Regions from separate parts of the Mus musculus genome. Here all the other regions are linked to region 3. A link is a contact called in public Hi-C and HiCAR-type data. All regions are on one chromosome and are shown on one strand. The core of a region is the stretch at or near the end of the contact, and the rest is flanking DNA. Distances in the headings are between cores, read along the strand shown.

The links. Hi-C and Micro-C count contacts between places; a contact is called where the count stands out from the background. HiCAR-type assays count read pairs that join an accessible place to other places.
Region 1: a Hi-C map of uterus shows a contact between it and region 3, with 4 times the contacts expected there. The contact joins the enhancer-like site here to the promoter of Rap2b in region 3. A contact is called at or near these places in 1 of 39 promoter capture datasets (pre-B cells), 1 of 484 Hi-C or Micro-C datasets (uterus) and 1 of 115 datasets of contacts at active chromatin or transcription factors (stem cell-derived neural progenitor cells).
Region 2: a contact with region 3 is called in a HiCAR-type map of astrocytes, with 4 times the contacts expected there. The contact joins the promoter of P2ry14 here to the promoter of Rap2b in region 3. A contact is called at or near these places in 1 of 39 promoter capture datasets (pre-B cells), 2 of 115 datasets of contacts at active chromatin or transcription factors (astrocytes and large pre-B cells) and 1 of 9 other capture datasets (liver).

The regions. Positions count from the first base shown.
Region 1 is chr3:59,169,101-59,171,827 of GRCm38.p6, reverse strand. The region is part of intron 15 of Med12l (mediator complex subunit 12-like); the gene reads right to left. Among named protein-coding and RNA genes, the nearest start is that of F630111L10Rik, 17 kb to the right of the region's middle. Within about 2 kb of position 1,372, at least 22 of the 459 cell types and tissues checked have an H3K27ac peak or open chromatin away from gene starts, as enhancers often do. A contact at or near this core is called in uterus, where this site is marked.
Region 2 is chr3:59,129,404-59,132,103 of GRCm38.p6, reverse strand. P2ry14 (purinergic receptor P2Y, G-protein coupled, 14) reads left to right here and starts at 1,342. Exons shown (of 2, transcript NM_001287124.1): 1 at 1,342-1,610. The coding sequence starts at 1,608. All of the region lies in intron 15 of Med12l (mediator complex subunit 12-like), which reads right to left.
Region 3 is chr3:61,363,108-61,365,807 of GRCm38.p6, reverse strand. Rap2b (RAP2B, member of RAS oncogene family) reads right to left here and starts at 1,301. Exons shown (of 1, transcript NM_028712.4): 1 at 1-1,301. The coding sequence starts at 751. The coding sequence ends at 200.

The DNA.
Region 1 (2,727 bases), core at 123-2,622, 2.2 Mb after region 3:
AGTTAAGAGACTTTGAATTGTAAAAAGACTTTGAGTTTTAAAAGAGATTGCATATTTTAAAGGGATTGAAATATATAATAATTTGTAAAGACTGTGGGACTCTTAAAGTCATTTAGATCTGGGTATGAATAAGAAAGCAAGGGTTGAGGCTTAATAGTGATGTGTTTGTGTGTCAAATTGACAAGGGGTCAATTGTACTAGCTAGTTTTGTGTGTCAACTTAACACAAGCTGGAGTTATCAAGTTATCACAGAGAAAGGAGCCTCCCTTGAGGAAATGCCTCCATGAGATCAAGCTATAAGTCATTTTCTCAATTGGTGATCAATGGGGGAGGGCCCCTTATGGGTGGGACCATCTCTGGGCTGGTAGTCTTGGGTTCTATAAGAAAGCAAGCTGAGCAAGCTAGGAGAAGCAACTCATTAAGTAACATCCCTCCATGGCCTCTGCATCACCCCCTGCTTCCTGATCTGCTTGAGTTTCAGTCCTGACTTCCTTTAGTGATGAACAGCAATGTGGAAATGTAAGCTGAATAAACTCTTTTCTCCCAACTTGCTTCTTGGTCATGATATTTGTGCCCTGACTAAGACAGTCTGTGATTCCCTTTATGTCCTAGATGGGTTCTGAACATATTCTCCTATGATGTCACATGGCATATAGACTCTAAATTTTCATTCTCAACTGAAAGGCATGCCTTCTGATAGATCATACATTATGACCATATATTCTTATCCAAATCACTCAGCTTTTTCTTGCTATAAACTAATGACCTTAAGCTGGATAATGTATAAACGAAAGTGGTGCTTACAGATCTAATCATTGGAAAGTCCCAGATGAAGGGGCATATAGATTCCTCAATGACAACACATTAGTGAAGCAACCCGAATGACAGATGTTGGGGAAACACAACTGTTCACTGGATAACACTGTTTCACCATCCCCGAGACACAAACAAAAGCAGAAACAAGGATGTTTCTTTAATGGCCCATTCCAACAAAGAAATTTGAGCTTCTTTTTCCCACGAATTAAACTAACTAGTCCAGACAAAGCAACTTGCCAGTTTTGGTGTCACATGTTTGCAATTCCAATTTAGGAGAGGTGGAAGAAGCAAGGTGAGTTCAAGGTCACCCTTGACTACCCAGGAAGTTGGAGGCCAGCCTAGACTCTATGGAACCATCTCAAATGACAAAAAGTACCCCAAACTACAAAGAAGGTAACTAGAGAGATGAGTAACCTGTACAGTATTAATTGCAGAAACCCACACACAGAATCTAGAATTATGTACTCTGCCCATATCAGTTTGCTGAGGAGAAAGAAAATGGCTCCTAAACAGTTTAAGAAAGCACACACCCTGGCTTGGGATCACTGAAGCACTTCCTCTAACTTGCAGTTAACCCTCAGGCAAGTCTCCACACCACAAACTTGCTGAGCCCTGCTCCTCCCACACATCACCCCAGCATGATAAGCAGCCTTTATTTTCCTGGACAACTCTGAGTTTATCCCCTATGGAATTTCTTCAGTTTCATCCCAGCTGGGGACTCTCCTTGAGTTTTCAAAGCTTACTTTCCAAACTTGTTCCATCCCCTGGCCAGAAAGACTAGCAGTGAGAGTCCTAATAAATAAACTATCACACCAAGGGTCGCCTTGCCCTCCCCAGTCTGTAGCAGTGTGAACTGCTAAGCATATCTGGCTTCAGATCCCTACAGAGCAGGCTCTGAAGAGCAGAGACAGGAAAGGAGCAAAGAGATGATCTAACACCAGGGCATGACCCTCACTGTCTGCAGACTAATTCTATGCCTGCGTTTCCTCTCAGTTACAGAACACTCAATAGACCAGTCCCTCTTCCAATAATAGGTTCCTAGTATATTCACTAAGCAGTCTTTTAAGTACTTCCTGTAGTACTGGACACTGAGGATATCAAATCAGAGAAGCCATCAAGAACGGTCACTGCCCACCGTCGCTAAGAATGATTCCAAAACAGAGCCCCCCTCTCCCCCCCCCCCAGATGTATCCAAACACTTCCAAGTATTATGACAGTTGAGTTCCTTCTTGGGATCCAAGCAGATAAGGAGAAACGTGATCTTTCTAACTTAAGTTAAAACACAGAACACCTGCTTCTGATTTCTTGACATCTTTTTCCAAAAGGACACACAAAGATGAAACACATGTGCAGGAGTTTCTGGTCTGTAACAATTAAGGTTCTCAACTTTGAACCTTTGCTAACATCAAGGCTTCCAGGAACACCAAGATCCTGCTGGAGTGACATCTGGCTGACATTTAAGTAGCACTGTGCTTCATCAGGACCCACATCCAAGTGAGGCTCTGTGTGCTGTGCATTACCACACAAATGCCCCACACAGGAACCATGTTATAAACTGATCTCTTTCAGCCTGCCAGAAGGTGGTAGCACTACATTAGACAATTGCTCCTCCATCATGCTCAGATGAAGAGACAAAACGACAGTGAATCCCTAAGGCTATCCGTCTTTAGCAGAAGGTATAGTTTGGCAACATGAGACTTCTATCGTGTGGCAGAGATTGAATAATGCCCTCATTCTTCATTACTCCAAGCCAACAGGTTCCAGCAGGATTTTGTGTGTCATACCGGGAAGCACAGCCATGCTCTGCATGCAATGTGTCACAGCAAGGTTAGACTTTTTAGAAGCTCCTTTCAAATTACTTTGGCAGACATCCTTAAAATACCTCAGCATACGGAATCACAAAGACCACAC
Region 2 (2,700 bases), core at 93-2,592, 2.2 Mb after region 3:
ATACGAGACAGTTTGAGGAACTTTTACTTTTGATTCGGTAAGACAGAGTTGGGCGGGAGGGGAAAATGGTGAGACCAAAAAAAAAAGAGAGAGAAATCTAAGAAAGACCAGAGAAAATGCTCCAGGTCCAGTGCTGGGTGGAAGCATTCAAAGTTGGCTTAAGCACATGGAGGAACCTCGGCATAATGGTACAGAGAGATGGTGTGGTATTGTGTTAATCCAGAGTACAACTGGAGAGCAAAAAAAAAAAAAAAAAAAAAAATCCATGGGAACAATTTGTTAAATACTCAGAAACAGGTCAGTTAGCAAACCAACATGGAAATAGTGCTATCCAAAATCAGACCGGAGTTGTGCTGATAAACTGGAGAAAGGTCGGAAGTCCCTACGCACCACTAAAGGATGGTGCAGACTGGGCACAATTAGCATCCCACAAGGACAGGGCATGTGTGTCCCAAAGAGGGGGCTGGCATCTTTTGAACCACTCTCTGCTCATCTGTTGCTGCATTGCCAGTACAGGGCAAGGCTCCTGTGGACACCCACACAGGTGTGCTTTACTCTCAGATAAATGTTCAGTTTTCCAGAAAAAATAAAGCAAAGGGGAGTGGGGGAACCTTAGCTAGTTAAAACCATGTGAATCAAAACTTTAAAATGAATCCAAACAGAGAACACTGTAGCTATTATTACTACAGCTTCACACAAAAGGTCATGGCTAGACATGGGAACAATCCATCCTCCTGCCGGCTGGGTTCCTCTCCCTCTTCACACACCCCTTCATGCTGTTTACCCTTGATCAGGCCTTGACAATCTGTAACCCTTAGCAAATCTACATCAGCTCCAACTTATATAAGCACAAACTAGAGCCGGCCTCCAAAAGCTGGTGGAAATCTGTACTGCTGGATGCTCAGGAATTTGGCGAGCCATCAACATTTCAGAGGGTACTTTAAATGTTTTGGTTTGAGCCCTAATGCAGCACTTCCCGCTTGTCAACATGAACAGCCCAAGCTAAAAAGCAAAGTACATTTCCCTCAGTACCAGTCAGATGTTATACTAAGTCGCTGAACCAATCTTACCTACAGGGACTGTGGAGGCCAGAAGAATTGGTAAGTAGGAAAATTCCATCCAGTTCAGGGTAGAGTCAAAGACTACAGGTAATCCCAAAGTAAGATGGCTTTCTGCACTTTGAGTCTCCGAAATTGTTCCTATGTGATGAATGGAACACTGGATTTATAGGTGAGACTGGACTTTCCCTACGTTCAGCAAGGTAATGAAGCATGATTTTCTTCTGTGGGCTCACGGACTAGGAATTGGGAGTTCCTCTTTTAAGCAAGCTCTCAGGCTGATGCAGAATAGCAGTGTGCAGTAGCAGAGATGGGGTTAAAAGGAGTTATCTGATCCTGTGAAGGGGACAAGTGCAGCTGGGTTATGACGCAACCCTCGGAGCAAAGGCAGCTCAATAACTAAAATGCTTAGGAAAGAAAACAAATACAGAGCATGAAGGCCGCCACCCCAGCAGAGCTGAAGCCAGACGTGAAGGAGTTCATGTAAGGGAGTCCCTGCTGTCCTCCAGACACACTGATGCCTGGGCTACGGATGGGGACGGGGACGCAATGGTAAGTCACACTCTAATTTCAAAAGAGAGAAAGAGGAATCAGAGTGGCCTCCTGGTGCTTGTGTCTTAGGGTTTATATTTTCATTTCCTTGATCCTTAAGTTCTGATTTCTTCCTCTAAGGCTTAAAAAAAAATACGTAAAGAGTGGTTTTAGTTTCAATTCACGAGTGGCGAGGATGAAGAAGATACTTACAAAGTTCCATCTATAGTCTACTTTTCTGTAAATTGTAAAGTAACTTAAATGAAGCCTGACTAACATTTTTGTAACCTAAAATATACTTATGGTAAGCTCTAGTTTATTTATTCAACCACCTAAAGATTGATAGGTTAAAAAAAAAAACCTCATTTGATGGAAAATTTGTAAACTTGCAACTGTAGGGAGAGGTTTTGAGACTCAACCACAGCGTGCCCTCATGCTGAAGGAAGTTTAAAAGAAGTAAATTCAGTATTTACTATATCCTGACAACTTTAAAATATTAGCTAATCACAAGAAATTGTTATGGGTTGGGGTATAAAATACCTATGACCACTCTTCCTAAAAATAAAGAAGACCCTTCTCTGCCTTTAGCTCATGTCATGTGCACAAGAGCCAAGAGACACTGTGACAGCATGTCATGATTTTATATGACAGGGAGGATTTCTAGTTAACAGGTCCATGCACTGAGCTCATAGGTTACTGTCCTCCACCTTTAAGACTTGGAACACATGCTGTCAGATCGTCAGGTCACTGGGTGTTCCGAATAGGCAGGGGACACTGGAAAAAAAAATCTCTGTATGTCTCTGTCTTACCAATCTGAAACTGAGTTTAGCAAGTTTCAGAGTCAAGGTGACTTGTCTAATTAAAGGGCAAGACTAGTACTCAGAGAAACCATCCGGCTCCCAATCTATTTCCTTGTCTCTAGCATACAATGACTATGACTAATAAAAAATGTAATTTATGCATGAATAGGAGAGAAATGCAAGACTGTGCAGAACTGGCTAGCCCTTTAGCTGGATGTTTACATAATAAGGGCAGTAATCGAGTTATAGAAAATAGTTAATATTATTGGAGTCCCAAAAAGGGGGGGGGGGGCGAAGCAAGCTTGCAGATA
Region 3 (2,700 bases), core at 52-2,551:
TCTGCAACGTACACCCTCTCAGACCCTGGCTGAAGGCTGGGGATGCTGGCTACACAAGTCAGCCAGGTTCCTCGGACATCCCAGCCAAGACAACAAAGTCGTCTCCAATCTCAAAGCAAGAAGACAATCACATTAAGAGAATCGGGTGCGTTTGGCTTTGTGCACAGAGCGTGGCCAGCGCCCGGCGGCAGACGGCGCCTCACAGGATCACGCAGGCCGAGCAGCAGCCCTCGTCGCCGTTGGGCTGTGCCGCGTAGTTCATCTGCCTCACGATCTCTGCGAATAGCTCATCCACTGAGGCTTTGTTTTTGGCCGATGTCTCCATGAAGGGGCAGCTCCACTCCTCGGCCAGGGCCTTACCCTCGCCATAGGAGACCTCACGTTCACCCTCCAAGTCCACCTTGTTGCCTACCAGGATCATGGGTACGCGCTCGTACCGCTTCACGCGGATGATCTGGTCCCGCATGGGCTTGATGTCCTGGAAGCTCTGCTGGTTGACCAGGCTGTAGACGAGAATGAAGCCCTGGCCATTCTTGATGTACAGGTCCCGCATTGAGGCGAACTGCTCCGTGCCCGCGGTGTCCAAGATCTCCAGCACCGACGGCGACGAGTCCACCTCGATCTCCTTGCGGTAAAAGTCCTCGATGGTCGGGTCGTACTTCTCGATGAAGGAACCTGTTACGAACTGCACGGTGAGCGCGGACTTGCCCACGCCGCCCGAGCCCAGTACCACCACTTTGTACTCTCTCATGGCTCCGTCGGCGCCCTCGTCGCGCCTGCCGCGGCCCCGTCGGGGCTGCGCGCCGGGGAAGGCTGGGCTGGGCGGACGGGTGGACTTCTCCCCTTCCTCAACTTCGCAGGAAAAACCCCGGCGAGACTAGCCCGGTAGCACGGGCTCGCCAACAGACTAGCAGAGCCCCGCGCCAGGCCGACCGGCAGCGGGGGCGCGTCCCTAGGGCGCGGGTCCCGGGCCCCGCAGCAGCCCTGTCGGAGGACCCTGAGGACAATGCGCGCAGCCGGAGCAAGACAACGGCTGGAGCTCTTCGCCCCGGCAGCCTGGGAGGGCCGGGAGGAGGTGGCGGCTGGTTGCAGAGGCGGCTGCTAATTGGGCGTCCGGCTGAGACACGCGTGGCATGAGTCCCCGCGGAACGTGCGTCCAGCTCCGCGACCCATCACTCTCTCTCCTCTGTCTCCCGCAGCCTCCGCTGGGCGAGGGCTTCCTACTCGCCGCGCGCAGCCCAGCCCTCCCCGCCCAGCCGAGCATGCCCAGTACGTCGCCCGCGGTGCCCCGCCCGAACTCCGCTCCAGCTTTTCCGCCGCATCGGGAGGGGGCGTGACAGAGGGTGTGGCAAACAGGGGCTGGGCGGGGCAGGGCGGGGCGGCGCGAATCTTGGAACTGGGCAGTCTTGCTTGTGTGTGCTTGTAAGTGGAAAGCTCGCCAAACCGAAGTCACCTCGGTCGGGGCTGTGCGGCTGCCGGCCTCCTATGGGGACAGCAGGCAGCAGCTGGCTGCGACCTCTTCGTCGGCTTGCGCTGTTAAAGGATAGACACTTGTCCCCGAACTCAGGCTGCTGCGCGCCTCTCAGGATCGTACACTTGCAGGGCATTTTTCAGGCCCCGGAAGGTAGCAGAGGTTCGTGCTCCCACTTGGCCCGGTGTTCCTCAGTTTCCCACGAAGAACTCGACCTGAGTCCCTGTCCGGACAAGGAGTTAGGGCTGGGAATCTGTGGAGAGCTGCAGCCTTCAGGGCAAGAGTTGCGGGGTCATCCTACGTCTCCCCCCTCCCCAACACCCCTTTGGTTAGAGCCAAAATATGGCTTGTGGATCGAGCCCCGTGGCTCCCGCACCGAGTCAGGGCATGCTCAGTCGGAGGAGCAGGTTTGGGGCTTGCAAGTAGGAAGGTTTCGCACCGCACACCCACACGCCAGCTCAAATTACCTCTCCCAGACTCCCAACTCATTGGCCCCAGGATGTGAGTCTCACACCCCCAAATGTTTTTCCATTGGCTGTTGCTGAGGTTTTGTCGCTTTAGACAGCTTCATTGGCTGCAAAGTCGCCTCCGCTCAGGATTGGTTATTTATAGAGATTGAGTGGAGAGGCGGAGGCCCAGCTGTTCCTTCTCCACTGCTCCCCGCCCCCTTCCACCCACTGCCCGGGCCTGTGCATCTGAAGCTGAGAGGGGAAAAGAAGGAATTTAGGTGGAGTGCTCCAAACTAAATATAGTCCTTTGTTGGTGTTCAGGAGGGAGTCTGACTTCTTTAAGCCCAGTCACGACCGTCCCTTAAAGAGAGCAACTAGAGCTCATTGCTGCTCCCCGTCTTTAAGAAACCCTGAAGTTCCTAACTTGATCTTAGCAGGAAGAAGGCTGGGATGAGCAATGAGCCACCGCAAGTTCGTGGCATCAGGGGAGGTGGGGCTGCCCGGGCTTGCCTCTTCCCAAAGCTCTGTTTGGTGGGGAGGGCAGTCTCAAGACTTGGCTCCGCTCAGTTGCACGGCGATGTGAGGTGACGCCTGGACTTGTCCCGAGTCTCTCTAGATCCTTGCTAGGAGAGATGTCGAGACCTGTCTGTGTACTGCACTGGCAGCGGGAGCCCGGGGGCACAGAGGGGTGGGGATCGGCTTTGTGTCGAGTCAACCAGGGTTAAGTAGCCAGGCTTGCTATCCCCCTGCCACTAGCCTCTGCTTTAAACGTCCTCACGG